Regions from separate parts of the Mus musculus genome. Here region 2 is linked to region 1. The links are chromatin contacts, called in public Micro-C maps. All regions are on one chromosome and are shown on one strand. Each heading gives the region's core, a stretch centred on a gene start, on an enhancer-like site or on the middle of the called end of the contact. The rest is flanking DNA. Distances are from core to core; before and after follow the strand shown. Region 1 holds the start of Sgk2 (serum/glucocorticoid regulated kinase 2). Region 2 holds the start of Gtsf1l (gametocyte specific factor 1-like).

What was found. A called contact is a pair of places that touch in the nucleus more often than the background predicts.
Region 2: a Micro-C map of the G1E-ER4 cell line shows a contact between it and region 1, with 5 times the contacts expected there. The contact joins the promoter of Gtsf1l here to the promoter of Sgk2 in region 1. A contact is called at or near these places in 15 of 39 promoter capture datasets (the HPC-7 cell line, HPC-7-derived erythroid cells, cranial neural crest and 8 more), 4 of 15 datasets of contacts at CTCF or cohesin (the G1E-ER4 cell line, embryonic stem cells and pro-B cells), 75 of 484 Hi-C or Micro-C datasets (8-cell embryo, the AtT-20 cell line, B cells and 23 more), 15 of 115 datasets of contacts at active chromatin or transcription factors (embryonic stem cells, epiblast stem cells and trophoblast stem cells) and 4 of 9 other capture datasets (adipose tissue, embryonic stem cells, liver and 1 more).

What each region holds. Positions count from the first base shown.
Region 1 is chr2:162,983,129-162,990,279 of GRCm38.p6, reverse strand. Sgk2 (serum/glucocorticoid regulated kinase 2) reads right to left here and starts at 2,799. Exons shown (of 14, transcript NM_013731.3): 1 at 2,685-2,799. It also overlaps the pseudogene Gm11453.
Region 2 is chr2:163,085,784-163,092,934 of GRCm38.p6, reverse strand. It overlaps Gtsf1l (gametocyte specific factor 1-like), which reads left to right and starts at 3,334. Exons shown (of 2, transcript NM_026630.2): 1 at 3,334-3,396; 2 at 5,088-5,904. The coding sequence starts at 5,374. The coding sequence ends at 5,829.

The DNA.
Region 1 (7,151 bases), core at 1,550-4,049:
GACTGGATGGGATCAACACAGCAACTGTCTTCTAGAGTGTTCTGTGTGGCTAGTCAGTTTAGGGGAGGGAACAGAATAGACTGAGAGTGGGTGGGCCAGGCATTCTTAGAGACTCTACACTTCAAGGGACCTGGAGGTGTTGACCCAAGAATACTGCAGTAAACAGTATCAAAGTCTTTCATTTTCTCACCAAATAGAAATGTTGAACCAATACACAAGTCTGTAAGGTGGCTTGTTGACAAAACACATGCCCTTCCAAGGACATTTCAGTAACAAGAACCCCATGGGGTCTTCACTGGGCAGAAACCAAAGAAAGCCTAAGTGTCCCTGCCTGGCACTTAGGAACACATCAAGCCACGCTGTCTCTGTCCTCACTTTGCATCTAGGTTGACTGCCTGTCTTTCTCTCTCTCTCTTCATTAAACTCCTCTAGAGTCATCTGCCTTCCTCAGCTCACTCCTTTCCTGTCCCAATCCTGTACCCACCTCAAGCATCCCAAGGGATCAGTGAACAGTGGATGACTGTCCACTCAGGTGCCAGTGATGACACTGATGTCCTCATTGCTCAGCCAGCCGAGGCTTTGACAACTCACCTGTCACTCTCCCTTTATCCACTCTGCTCTGAGATGTCCTGTGGTCCCTTTTGGCTTAGTCCCCTTACTGGACTCTTCTTCTCCGGTGTTGAGCCTCTGCAGACCTGAGAAAACCCTAATGCTTGCCCTGACCCTCTACGAGAGCCATCCTGTCCTCTGGCTTTGTTTCCTTGTCGCTCTTGCTCTCTAACTGTGTCACTAGTCAAGGGCTCAAACTAGAGCATCCGCTCATAAAGGCAGACTCTTCTGGCTTAGTACTGAATTCTCTACATCTACAACAGGCCTGAAATAGAGGCAGTTTTCATGACACATTTGACTAATGAAGTCAAGGAATGGAACGCTCCATCACAGTATACATACAAAATGAAAATGTATATAACCCAAACCTCTGCCTATAGACACCTACATGGGCCAAAAAGGGGCCACACAGCTGATACAATTTTCAAGGAGAAAGCAAATTTTAGAATGGTGGGGGCGCTGGGGGAATCATTTTATTAAAGTGGAAAAATAAAAGATAGCAGGTATTTGCATGTATAGCTTCGACAAAGGCAGGAAGCCACGACCACCGTGGTTAAGTTAGGCTATTTGGTTTTGTTTTTGAACTATTGCAGAAAATTTCTCACAGTGACACAGTTTAATCACTAAAATACCAAGCCTCAGCAGCCCTTCAAAATGTTCACTGCATGGGGCTGGAGAGATGGCTCAGCGGTTAAGAGCACTAACTGCTCTTCCAAAGGTCTTGAGTTCAAATCCCAGCAACCACATGGTGGCTCACAACCACCCATAATGAGATCAGCATGACATCCTCTTCAGATAGTAGTGTCTGAAGACAGCTACAGTGTACTTACATATAACAATAAATAAATCTAAAAAAACAAAACAAAACCAAAAAACAAAATGTTCACTGCTCACTTTTTCTGTCACCTTGACTAAGACCTCACCCTACCCCATCTTTGCAGAGTTCCTTTGATCCTGTATTACTGTCTTGTGATACAACCTGGCCCAACTTGAAATCTGTGTGTGTGTACACACACCTGTGTATGTGTGTGTGTGTTGTTGAAGACTGGATTTAGCACCGATAACCAAGTTCTCTACCTCTAAGCTCCACCCCAGCCCTGACAGTCCTATTTAAATGAGGAGGAAACCAAGGGATGGCGAAGAGAAATGATGTGAGTGAGATACCATGTTAGTAAGTGATATAAATTGGATTTGAACCCAAGCAAGCTGACCCCAAAACCCACAGCCTAGAATCTCCAGAAGAGTCTAGACAGAAATAATGAAAGTGGAGAGGAAGTGATCTGTGATGGGCTGGTTCATTAAGAAAGAAGAAATTAGGAAGTTAGTTGGCTGCGAAGAAAGACAGAGGCAGACTTTCGCTATTTTGTGGGTTACTTTCTCATCCATCTTTTTCCACCCTTCTTCTTCCACCCTTTCAACTCCAATACTTGATAGGAAAGAAAAAGAATAGAAGGAAAAAGGGGGCGACATTTACCTTAGACTACTTCCTGCTGATTAGGGTCATTGAGTTCCTTGGGGCAAGTTTGATCTTCACAGTCAGGATATCTAATTTCTCCTTGTTGTTTTTTCTTTGTGTGCAACTCCTTGATAAAATGCAGCAAGCAACAGCAACCAACCAACAACACACACAGCCTCTGAGGCTCTAGCATTTATAATTTATACACCCTATGAAAAGTCCCTAGAGTTCCAAACATCACACAATCACAAAACAAAACAAACCTCCCTGCATCTGGTAAAACCATGCCTTGCTAGAGCATGAGGCAAATCACAGTCAGCTGCTGTGGACAATCTCATACCACACCCAGGATTAAAATGGAAAACATATTGTTATGATATTCCTGTGGTCTTAAAGAAACCAAAATTCTCACTTCAGAAAGGGGAGAAGGGTTAGGGAGTAAGAAAACTTGAGTAGAAGAAAAGGAGAAATGGAGATGAAGTTAGGGAGGAAAAGGAGGAGAAGGGTATGAAAAAGAAGGTGCGTAGTTTGGAAAGAATCTAGCCTAGGTTGGAATAACTCAGATGTAGCTGTAAGCTGAGAGTAAGGCAGGTGCCCTGCTCCCAGAGAAGCTGCTCACCTGGAAACCCCGGGTTCCAGTGCAGGTCCTAGAGAATTGTGTTCTCTTCCTCTGCACCGTCCTTCTGACCTGAAACCCAATCCTGACTCACCCTGCAACCTTCCCAAGCAGGAGTGACCTGTCACCCACTCGCCTGACTCTCAAACCAGCACAGGTTCAGCCTCCCAGTCCTGCCAGCTGCGAGCCAGCTTCAGGACCTTCCGGTTACTCATTAACTGCTGGGCTGAATCACCATGGTTGCTGCACCACTGGCTCCTGGACAGCTGTGCCCTGGGGACCCTCCGAACTGTTAAAAACTGCAAACTTGAAGCTGTGTGACCTTGGGCAAATGACTCCAGCTCCCAGAGCCTCACGTGAATTCCTGAGCCTCCACGAAGGCTCTCCTAAGTCTCTTCGGACACTGTCATACCTTCATTCTTGAAATCACCCCCTTTCCATAGTCCAGCTGGAGTTAGGCTTGTCCACTTAACCCTCCTAGATGCCACCATCTGAGTCACTTCCCCCTTTTCCTGGAACATGGAGAACAGACAATAAAAAGACCTGTTTCCTCCAACTCCCTCACACCATTTCCCTGAGGAGGGCTGCCTGGCTCTGTGTGCAGCCTTCCTCCTTGAGAGCTTTCAGGAATGGGCAGCTCATTCCTGCTCTGTCTTGCTGCATTGCTGGATGCCTCTCATTCTCTCTTGACTGAGCTGCTGCCTAACCACCCAGGGTTCACCTATCCTGACATCATTTTAGGAGAAGAATGCTTGTGGGGTGGAGTGGAGATCCTGCTCTGAATGTCGGAAAACTGAGGGCCAGGCACCGCACCAGGGCTCAGCCGAAGTGAAGGATATTTTGTGAATGATGTGACGCTATCAGGCCAGGCATTCTGACTCAGGGAGGACGCAGGGTCAGACAACTAGGCAGGTGGGGACACGATCTTCCAAGTGACCTCTCTGCAGTGTTTGGTTTTGATTTCAGTGTTTAGAGTTTGATTTCACGATGTTTAAAGTAATGTGCCACGTATCCTAGGCTGGCCTGGAACTCTCTATATAGCTGAGACTAATTTTGAACATCTGGTTCCCCCACTCCACCTCTCAAGTATTGGGATTACGGGTGGTACCATTATGCCCAAACCTTATGTGGTGCTGGGGATCAAAGCCAGCACCCTGCATATGCCAAGGGAGTATGCTATACAATCTACTTTCACAGCCGTTTACCATTGACTCTGTTTAACAAAAACACCAAAGACTCAATGATCCAGCTTAGTGCCTTAAAAACTACTGCTCCCGAGCTTTGCAAAGTTCTCCGGTGCCCTCAGTTCACCACCTTGCCCAGCACACACACCAGCACATGTCTGGCCCTGGTCCAGAGAGGGGAGGCAGCTGGCCTGAGTATAAGAGCAAATCAGGACTCTGGCCAGGGCTCTGCCTCTTTCACTACTGTGGCTCCGCCAAGCTCCTCCCTTTAATCCCAGAGCTGTCAAAAAAAAAAAAAAAAAAAAAAAAAAAAAAAAAAAAAAAGCCACACACACAATGGCATCGATTGTACAGACTGTATGCAAGAATTTCAGCTTACAGAAGAATGCTAAATTGAAAGTGAAAGATCCCTCCATACCCAGAATCCCTCATATTTCTAGAGGTATGTGCTGTTAATTAAATGGTGACAGGTCCTCCAAACTTTGGTCTGTGCCCTAGTGGACATATCTGCATGCAGAACTGACTCATAGTACACACTTGCTCAGCTATCGCTTCTCAAGAATTTATTTCTTTTTCTCATGTATATCTTTCCACGTCAACACAGGTTTGATTTTCTTTTCTTCCTTTCTTTCTTCCTTCATTTCTTTCTTCTCTTTCCTTTCTCTCTCTCTCTCTCTCTTTCTTTCTTTCTTTCTTTCTTTCTTTCTTTCTTTCTTTCTTTCTTTCTTTCTTTCCATATCTTCTGTGTATGTATGCCTGACTGTATATGTACTTCGTGTATCAGGTACCTGAGGAGGCCAGAAGAGGGCTTCTGGTCCTCTGGTACTGGAGTTATAGTGGTTGTGTGCTGCCTGATGTGGAAACCAGATGGGAACCAAACCTGGGTCCTCTGCTCTTAAGTGATGAGCCAACATCTCACTAGCCCTTAAAGTTGGAGGTCAGAGGGCGACTTCTGGGAGTTGGCTGTCTCCTTCCACTTGTATGTGGCTTCTGGGGACTGACCTGAAGTCATCAGGCCTGTGTGACAAGTGCCTTCTTGCCAGCCCAACCTTATCTTTTCCTGCGAGCTGCAGCACTCTCTGCAGTGTGGGGTTGCTTTCATGTTTCCCAGTCTCAGTTCCTTGTCCTTAAGCATTTGTGCTCTTACTAATTTCATTTCTTACTTTAAACGAGACCCCCCCACCGGGAGAACAGCTAAGGTCCTTTACTAAAACTTCTGTGTATCCTGTAACTGGGAATTACTAACCCATTTACCAACTTACTATAACAATCAACATGGGTCCCCTCCATGGTCGAACTTGTCCTTCTTTCTCTGTGACCTGAAGAAAAAAAGCCCAGATGTCTCCTGTGTCACCATACACACCTTCTCCCAGCTGTTTTTCCTTCTTCCTTTCCCTTCCCTCCTCCTTGCATGAACTCTGTTGTGTGGGTATGAAGATCAAAGATACATTCTTGGGGCTGGATACATTCAGGGCTCAGTGGTTAAGAGCCCTGGCTGCTCTTGCAGAGGACCTAAGTTCAGTTCTCAACACCGATGCAGCAGCTTAAAACACCTGTAACTTAAGTTCTGGAGGACACCATCTTCTCAGTACACTTAACATACATACACAACACTCCCATGAACAGAGTGAAAATAAATGTAACAAAAAGATACAGTCTTGGGGACAAAGATGGGGACACAAGACACTGAACCAATGCAGATGTATCTCCACGAATACTCTCCCTAACTTGACATGCTCTGGTACACTTTGTCCTTTGGCCTGACTGCTCCACCCTCCACTAAGGCCACCTGCAGAGTCATCCACAGGCAGAGTGAACCACATGTTCACATTCAGACCAGAAAACTTCTACCCAGTCAGCCCAGAAAACTGACCCACGTGAGCGGGAAACAGAACCCTTGATAAAGCCGACGTACACACAGGAACGAGGGACATTTTTCTGTTTTGAGAACAAACAACAAATCAAAGATCTACAAAGTTAAAAATCAAATAGGTCTGCCAGGCAGAGGTGGCACAGATCTTTAATCCCAGCACTCGGGAGGCAGAGGCAGATGTATCTCTGAGTCCAGGCCAGCCTGGTCTACAGAATGACTTCTGGAACAGCTAGGGCTACACAGAGTAACCATGTTTTAGAAACAAAAACAAAAACAAAAAATCAAATAGTTCTATTAGGGAAATAATGAAGCATATCTTCCTTTCCCATACCTCATGCAGAGGTCAGTTCCATGTGTCTAAATAATCTGCATATATTTTTCCTTCTTCTTTCTTTTAGTTTGGTACATCATCAAGTGACTTCCTCCCTGCTCCTAAGCATAGATATTTAGATCTTCTCCATCCAAACACACATTTCTGATTTTTTTCGCACAAATTAACCTATGGTTGCCTCAGATGCTGTTTGTTTATTTGTTTGTTTGTTTGTTTGTTTTATCAACTGGACACAAACCTACATATATCTAAAAAGAGTGAATTTTAATTGGTAAAATGCCTCTATAAGTTTGATCTCTAGGCAAGTCTGTGGGTATTGCCTTGGCTAGTGGTTGATGTAGTGGTCCTGAATGGTATAAGAAAGAAAACTGCAGAAGCCATGAGCAGCAAGGCAGAAAGGAATGTTCCTTCATGGCCTCTGCTTCAGTTCCTACCCTGACTTCCCTCAGTGATGGACTGTTACCTGGAAGCATAAAATGAAGTAAGCCCTTCCTTCCCAAGTAGCTTTTGGTCACAATGTTTTTTCACAACAATAGAAACCTAACTAAGCAGGGCAGTATTGGCATGTGCCTTTAATTCCAGCGTTCAGGAGGCAAAGGTGGGCAGATCTTTGAATTCAAGGCCATTTTGGTCTACAATGTGAGTTCTAGGACAGCCAAGGAGACACGGAAAAACCCTGTCTTGAAAAACCAAAAGAGAAGAAGAGGAGGAGGAGGAGGAGGAGGAAGAGGAGGAAGAGAAAGAGGAAGAAGAGGAAGAGGAGGAGGAGGAAGAGGAAGAAGAAGAAGAAGAAGAGGAGGAGGAGGAGGAGGAGGAGGAGGAGAAGAAGAAGAAGAGGAGAAGAAGAAGAAGAAGAAACCTTACAAGAGAAATGGCGGTTCTCTGCTCCTCCCTGTTCCAGAAACAGCCACATTTTCTTGTGCTGTGCCAGCCTCGACCTGTAGACAAAATGGTGGAGGTCGGTGTGAATGGATTTGGCCGTGCTGGGCGCCTGGTTACCAGGGCTGCCATCTGCTCTCCACTTGACAAAGTGGAGATTGTTGCCATCAACGACCCCTTCATTGACCTCAACTACATGGTCT
Region 2 (7,151 bases), core at 2,085-4,584, 100 kb before region 1:
TGAGTTCCAGGACAGCCAGGGCTACACAGAGAAACCTTGTCTCGGAAAAAAAAAAAAAAAAACCCAAACAAAAACAAAAACAAAAAACAAAAAAGTGAGAATTTTATAAATCCTATTATTTATATGAGTACACTGTAGCTGACTTCAGACACACCAGAAGAGGGCATCAGATTCCAATACAGATGGTTGTGAGCCACCATGTGGTTGCTGGGGATTGAACTCAGGACCTCTGGAAGAGCAGCCTGCGCCATCTCTCCAGCCCAATATAAAATTTTTTGTTTTGTTTTTGTTGTTTTTGAGACAGGGTTTCTCTGTGTAGCCCTGACTGTCCTGGAACTTACTTTGTAGACCAGGCTGGCCTCGAACTTAGAAATCCGCCTGCCTCTGACTCCTGAGTGCTGGGATTAGAGGCATGCGCCACAGAGAAACACTGTCTCGAAAAAAACAAAAACCAAAACCAAAAAAACAGTAAGCAGCAGGTTCACTGAGAAACTTTGTCTCACTTAAAAAAAAAAAAAAAAAAAAGATGGAGAGTGACAGAAGAAGATGCCCAATGCCATCCTGTAGCCTCTGCTCACACAGGCACACCCACACAAACGTGCACCCACATGTGCAACACACTCTCACAAAAGAGACAGCAGGGACATCTGGCAACAGATCTGTCACTGCAGAACAAACAGTGCCCAGATTGGAGGAAATTATAGTTTATCGCACAGGGTGTGCGTGGAAGCGGATATGATGGGCTCAGGTTAGTGAGTGTAGCACTAGGGTCCTCAGTGGGGGACGGGGGTCGGGGTGGGGGGAGAAAGAGGCAGAAGCAGCATTAGAGGAGAAGCAGCATTTGGCTGAACATGTTCCAAAACCAACACAAGATAGCCACACCCAGGTTCAAGAAGCTGAATACGTAAGTACAGGGTGTTACCAGTCTATTGGCAGCGTGAGCATGGGAGAGCTGATCTGAGGCAATAGCCAAGTCCGACAATTCATATTCTGAGGGTATTCTTTTAAGGTAAGCAAGGTCATATGAGTGCAGACTTATAGAGTCACAAGGGCAAGGTCAAATTAGCACAAGCTCTGCACGTTGTGCGTGCTAGAAAACATTATTCTGAACAATAGGGTAAGGTGATGGGTAATCTAAAGCGAAATCCACTCCTGGTCTTACACCTGGGAGGGGCACATGAGTGGTTCATGAATAAAGCTGTGTGAGATTCCTGGGACCTTGTGAGAAAACTCATGTGTTCCAAAAACAGAAAGAGAATGAGAGAGAAATCACTACCGAGCCGGGCCTGCTAATGAGGCTGAGCCAGAAGCAAGTTCAAATCCAGCCTGGAGGTTTTAGCAAAACTCTGTCTCAGACTCAAAAATGAAAAACATTTGAAGCCATAACTTGTATGGCAGAGTGCTTGCCTAGCTTATGCATGGCAGTGGGTCTGAGTCTCAGTGGCAAATGCACAAAAATAAAATAAAATAAAATAAATAACAGAAGAAAGAGAAATACCCAAATAAAAAGATTAGACTGTGGAAAAACCAACAATAAAATTTTGTAAGACAGACAGAAAATGAAGTAGACTACCTTCTAACAGGTTAAGGAAAGGCTTGGAGATATAGCTCATCAGTGAAGCTCTGGCCCCAGAAGCCAGAGGAGCCAAGCTCAGTCCCTGGAATCCAGGTGAAAAAGCCACGGGACATAGTAGTGCCTGCTTATTATCCCAGAGATGGGAGGTGGAGACGTGCTGGCCAGCCAACCCAGGCTAACCAGTGAGTGCCCTCCTGGTCAGTGAAAGACCCTTCCTCAAGGAGATGAAAAGTGTAGGTAATGCCTGCAATAGTCATCCGACTCCATATGTGTGTGCGAGCATACATGTGCACGCACACACACACATGCAAAATTGTGAGTGCCTGAGCTGGACCCTCAACTCCATGTAGAATGATTAAAAACTGGATTTAGCTCAAGGGATAAGAGGAAGTAACACAGCAAAAACACTATTCAGGAATCAGGGAGAGGAAGTTGCTGGAAGCTCAATGGTTAGAGCATTTGTTGTTCTTCAAGAGGACCCCGGTTCGATTCCCAGCACCCACATGGAGCATCACAACTATCTGTAACTCCAGTCCTACAAGATCCAACACCATCTCTGACCTCTGAGAGCACACTTGGACCACCTACATACACGCAAGCAAAGCAAAACACTCATAAACAAAACAATAAAATAACTCAATAAATAAATAAAAGTAGGTGCTAGAGAAGGGGGTCAGCAGTTAAGAGAACTTGGGGCTCATCCAGAGAAGTCACTTCGGGTTGTTGCAACCTCCTGTAACACCTTCTTCTGGCCTCTGAGGGTGCCACAGATAACACAGCATACACTTACACGGAGACACACATGAATCAAATAAATCTCTAAGGTCAAAAGAGGTGAAACAAGGATGTTATGGGACAAGCGGAGGCTGACCAGTCTATCAAGAGGAAGTCAGGAGGTTGAATTTGAATCGGAAGGACAGTGATTCCCCAAGCGGGTGTAAGAAGCAAGATAAGCCAGAAGGGCAAAGAGGCAGGGGCAGAACCTAGAGTCAAGGAGAGGCACAGAGTAGAAAGGGAAAGAAATCTCAACGACACAAAATGACAAGAGCGGGGAGGTCCAGAAGGCCCTTGAGTCAGAGTTAAGAAACTCTCTCTTCAGCCGGGCAGTGGTGGCGCACGCCTTTAATCCCACACTCGGGAGGCAGAGGCAGGGGGATCTCCAGCCTGGTCTACAGAGTGAGTTCCAGGACAGCCAGGGCTACACAGAGAAACCTTGTCTCAAAAAAACAAAACAAAACAAAACAAACAAACAAACAAACAAAACAATCCAACAAACAAACAAAAAAAAACAAGGTTAAGAAACTCTTCCTTCAGCAGCCCATTCCATCCTTATTTATGGAAGTCCTTGTTTTCTGACTCCTTTGAGAAGCACACATGCATGCAGGAGGCCACGGAGGCCAGAAGAGGGCACCAAGCTTCCCTAGAACTGGTGTAATAGACAATTGTGAGCTATCATGAGGGTTGGATCCGAACCACCATCCTCTGAAAGACCAGCAAGTGCTCTTAACTACTGAGTAATCTCTCCAGCCCTCTGTTGAGGTTTGATCTGTTGCTGTGTATCACAAAGTTAAATTCTGAACCCGAAGGTCCAGGCCTATGAGTGAGTGAGTTCTCCTGGTTACCAGCTTTTGTTGTGCAAACCTTGTTCCTTAAAACTATTGGCTAAGTAAAAATGGCTACAGCCAATTACTGGAGAGATTATAGGTAGGTGGATTTTGAGTTACCTGGCTGAGGGTGGAGACTTGAGAGGGAGAGAAGAGAGACCATGAGGGGAGAGAGAGAAGGCGCCATGAGAGGAGGGGACCCAGGAGAAACAGCAGGTATCTGGGGAACCCCCCGCTGGGGAGGTAGCCAGGCCAGCAGAAAAGCAGATTAGGGGTGACCCCCAGTAATTGTCAAAGCCGAATAAAATAACCATATTCTAAGTCTCATTTATGTGTGAGTTAGTTGGGGATAAGCTTACGTTAGTTGTACTACAGTCTTCCAAAATGTCTTTATAAAATCCTGACTCAGCTTCATAAATAATAGTAATAAAACCAGGTTTAAAATGCAGAGATTTGAGGATTTAGCTGGGTAGTAGAGTCTGGCAAGTGTAAGAGCTCGGGTTCGGTCTCCAGCACTAAAGGGAAGAGAGGGAGGGAGGGTGGATTAAAAGAAAGCTTCACCTGATCCAGAAAGGATAAAATAGTAACTTGAAATTCTGGTAAACCGAGGACCAGAGAAAGGTCTCAGTGGCTAAGAGTACTTGCTCTTCTGGCCGATGACCCAAGTTCAGTTCCCAGCACCTGCATGGTGGCCTACAGCTATCAACAACTCCAGTTCCAGCAGATCCAGAGCCCTCTTCCAGCCTCTACACACACACACACACACACACACACACACACACACACACACACAGAGCGCACTTGCACCCATGCAGGAAAAACACTCATACACAAAATAAAAAGCCAATTAGTAATTACAAATGGATACTTCAATTTGTAATTACTACGCAACTGGAAAATGTAGAGGCTGAGGAAGGGGTGGAAATATTTCTTTAACACTGTGTACTTAAAATAAGGAATGATACCCAGCATGCTGCGTGCTTGGAAACTGTAGCACGTGTGGACTGCAGCATGAGGATTTTTTTTTTAAGATTTATTTATTTTATGCATGTGAGTACACTGTAGCTGTACTGATGGTTGTGAGCCATCATGTGGTTTCTAGGAACGAAGATTGCTTGCTTTGCTTGGCCCCAGTCGCTCTGGCCCTGCTTCACTCCAGCCCAAAGATTTATCATAATAAATAAGTATGCCGGGCAGTGGTGGCGCACGCCTTTGAACCCAGTACTTGGGAGGCAGAGGCGGGCAGATTTCTGAGTTCGAGGCCAGCCTGGTCTACAGAGTGAGTTCCAGGACAACCAGAGCTACAGGGGAGGGGGGGGGGAGAGAAGAAGAGGATATAGCCTAGTTGACAGATAACTTGCCACAAATGCATGAGGCCCTGGACTTTGTCCCCAGCACCATCTAAACTAGATACGGAGACCCGCGTCTATAATCCCAGTTTATAAGGTGTGATTATATCCTCAGCCACATATCAAGGTCAAGGCCAACCTGTGCTACATGAGACCTTGCATCAAAAGAGAGAAGGGAGGGGGAAAGTAGAGGGACAAAAAAAGAAAAGGAGTCAGGAAGGCTCATGGGGTAGAAGTGCTTGCTGCCAAGCCTGATAACCTGGATTTGATCCTTCCTACAAGTCTTTCTCCGACTTCTAAGTGTACCCCCAATGTCACTCCTTACAAATAAACACATGATGTAAAAAAGATGTTTTTAAAAGACCACACAACCGACGCTGATGAATAAGGGGTTTGATTATGCTAATGAAGCCCGAAACTGCCAAGGGCCGGGTACGTGTCATAACTACATTTGAACAGCAGCTTTCCTCAAGCCACTTCCCCCACCCAGTGGACAGTCTGTCCCTGATGTCATAAGCTGCCCATTGTGACCACCTGTTCTGTCCTTTGACAACACAGGGTATCTTAGCGTCAAAGCATCATTATAACCTGCTAACTTCACCTCCTTGGAAGCTACTGTTTCGGGCTCTTGTACCTGCCTGAGTTAACGTCTCTGGTGGCTGTTTTCTGGCTTTCTCTGCATAGCGATTGCTGACAGAACGTGAGTGAGAATTTCACTCCAGAGACCCAAGAGCCAAAGCCTGGCAGAAGACAGCACAATCTTTCACAGGAAGAGGCTTTTCCTTTCGAGGTGTACCACGTACACTTTGGGCAGCAGGACACTTGGCTTCAAGTCAACTCCCGGATGGAGCCAGAATCCATAGAAATTTGTCCTTATAACCCTCACCACCGAATCCCGCTCAGCAGGTTCCAGTACCACCTGGCGTCATGCAGGAAGAAGAACCCCAAGAAAGCCAAAAAGATGGCCAGCTGTAAATACAACGCCTGCCACGTGGTTCCCATCAGAAAGCTGGCTGAACATGAAGCTACCTGTGTCAACAGGAGCTCCGTGGAGGAAGAGGACACATTAGGCCCTCTGCAAGTCAGCCTCCCACAGCCGCAGAACCAGGACACACTACAGGTTCGTTGGCTTTCCAACCCTGACATTTGGAATGTTGACGGCGCCAACTGTCACCCAATGTTCGTCCTTAAGAGTTTTGTTCCCCAAAAACTTGTTTGTGAAAGTGACATCCAAGAGTCACGGGGAGGAGACCAATGCCCAGAAGATCCTCAGACTAGGACCAGGAAGGCAAACTTCTAGCAGGAGGAAGAGGGCTCTCAAATGCGTGGATGGATCGCGCATCTCATCTGAATAAAAACCTGCAAAGTAACGGTCCGGGCTGTGCTGGTTGTTTTTAAAGGTTTAGAAAGAGCGGTGGAGGTGGGGTTTAGAACTGAGCTGAGAATGTAAATTGAACCACCTTCCATGGGGAACACTTAACAGTCGCTATGAAAATGCTCACTCAACGCACACAGGCTTTGATCAAGTCATTCGACATCTAAAACAGCATCCCGCACAGCCAGCCACACGCAGAAAATGGGGTTGAGTAAAAAGTTACTCCCGTGTTATTTATAGCAGCACTGAGGTACCCATAGGGAAGGCCTAACTAAGGAAACTATGTTGCAACTTTACAAAGGAGAGAAGATACCGTCAGGAACCGGTAGAGATGTGGAAAGCCTGACACTGCTACTTGGTTCTATAGCATTAAAACAGCCAGAGATAACACCTAAGGCAGTGTTGAAATAAAACTGTCTATACAAATAAGCAGCAGGCTGGATTTGGCTAGTGGGATGTAGATTGCCAACCCAAGTTTGATAAAAAGCAGGGGTGGGGGTGTCTACATTATAGCACTTTTGGGTACATTATAGCTATTTTACTGTGCCTGTCTGTGTTTGAGGCATACACAAGATACAATAGGATGTTTACCCTCAAGGAAGGACAATGAAATAACCAAGGGGTGGGGCAGCATCTCAATTCTCACCTGTGCATTTATGTGAAGGTATTTTCCTGGTTTTTGTTTTTATATGTGTATTAGCTAAAAAAACAAACAGGCTTTTAGTAAGTTCTTTTTGTTTTTCGGGGTTTAGAGGCAGGGGTCCTCTGTATAGCCCTGGCTGTCCTGGAACTCACTTTGTAGACCAGGCTAGCCTCGAACTCAGAAATCCACCTGCCTCTGCCTCCGGAGTGGTGGAATTAAAGGTGTGCGCCACCACGACCAGCCCTTGTTTTGTTTTTCAAGACAAGAGTTTTGGAACTCACACCGTACACCAGGCTAGCCTTGAACTCACCAAGATCCACCTGCCTCTGCCTCCCTAGTGCTGAGATTAAAGGTGTTCCCAGCTGCTGCCACCCAGTGGGTTTTCTATAGGTTCTTTTTACAACCTTCCTTTTTAAAGATTTGCTTATTTTATATATGTAAGCACACTGTAACTGTCTTCAGACATACTAGAAGAGGACTTAGGATCCCATTACAGATGGTTATGAGCCATCATGTGGTTGCTGGGAATTTAACTCAGGACCTCTGGAAGAGCAGTCAGTGCTCATAACCTCTGAGCCACATCTCCAACCCCTAGGGTCTTACT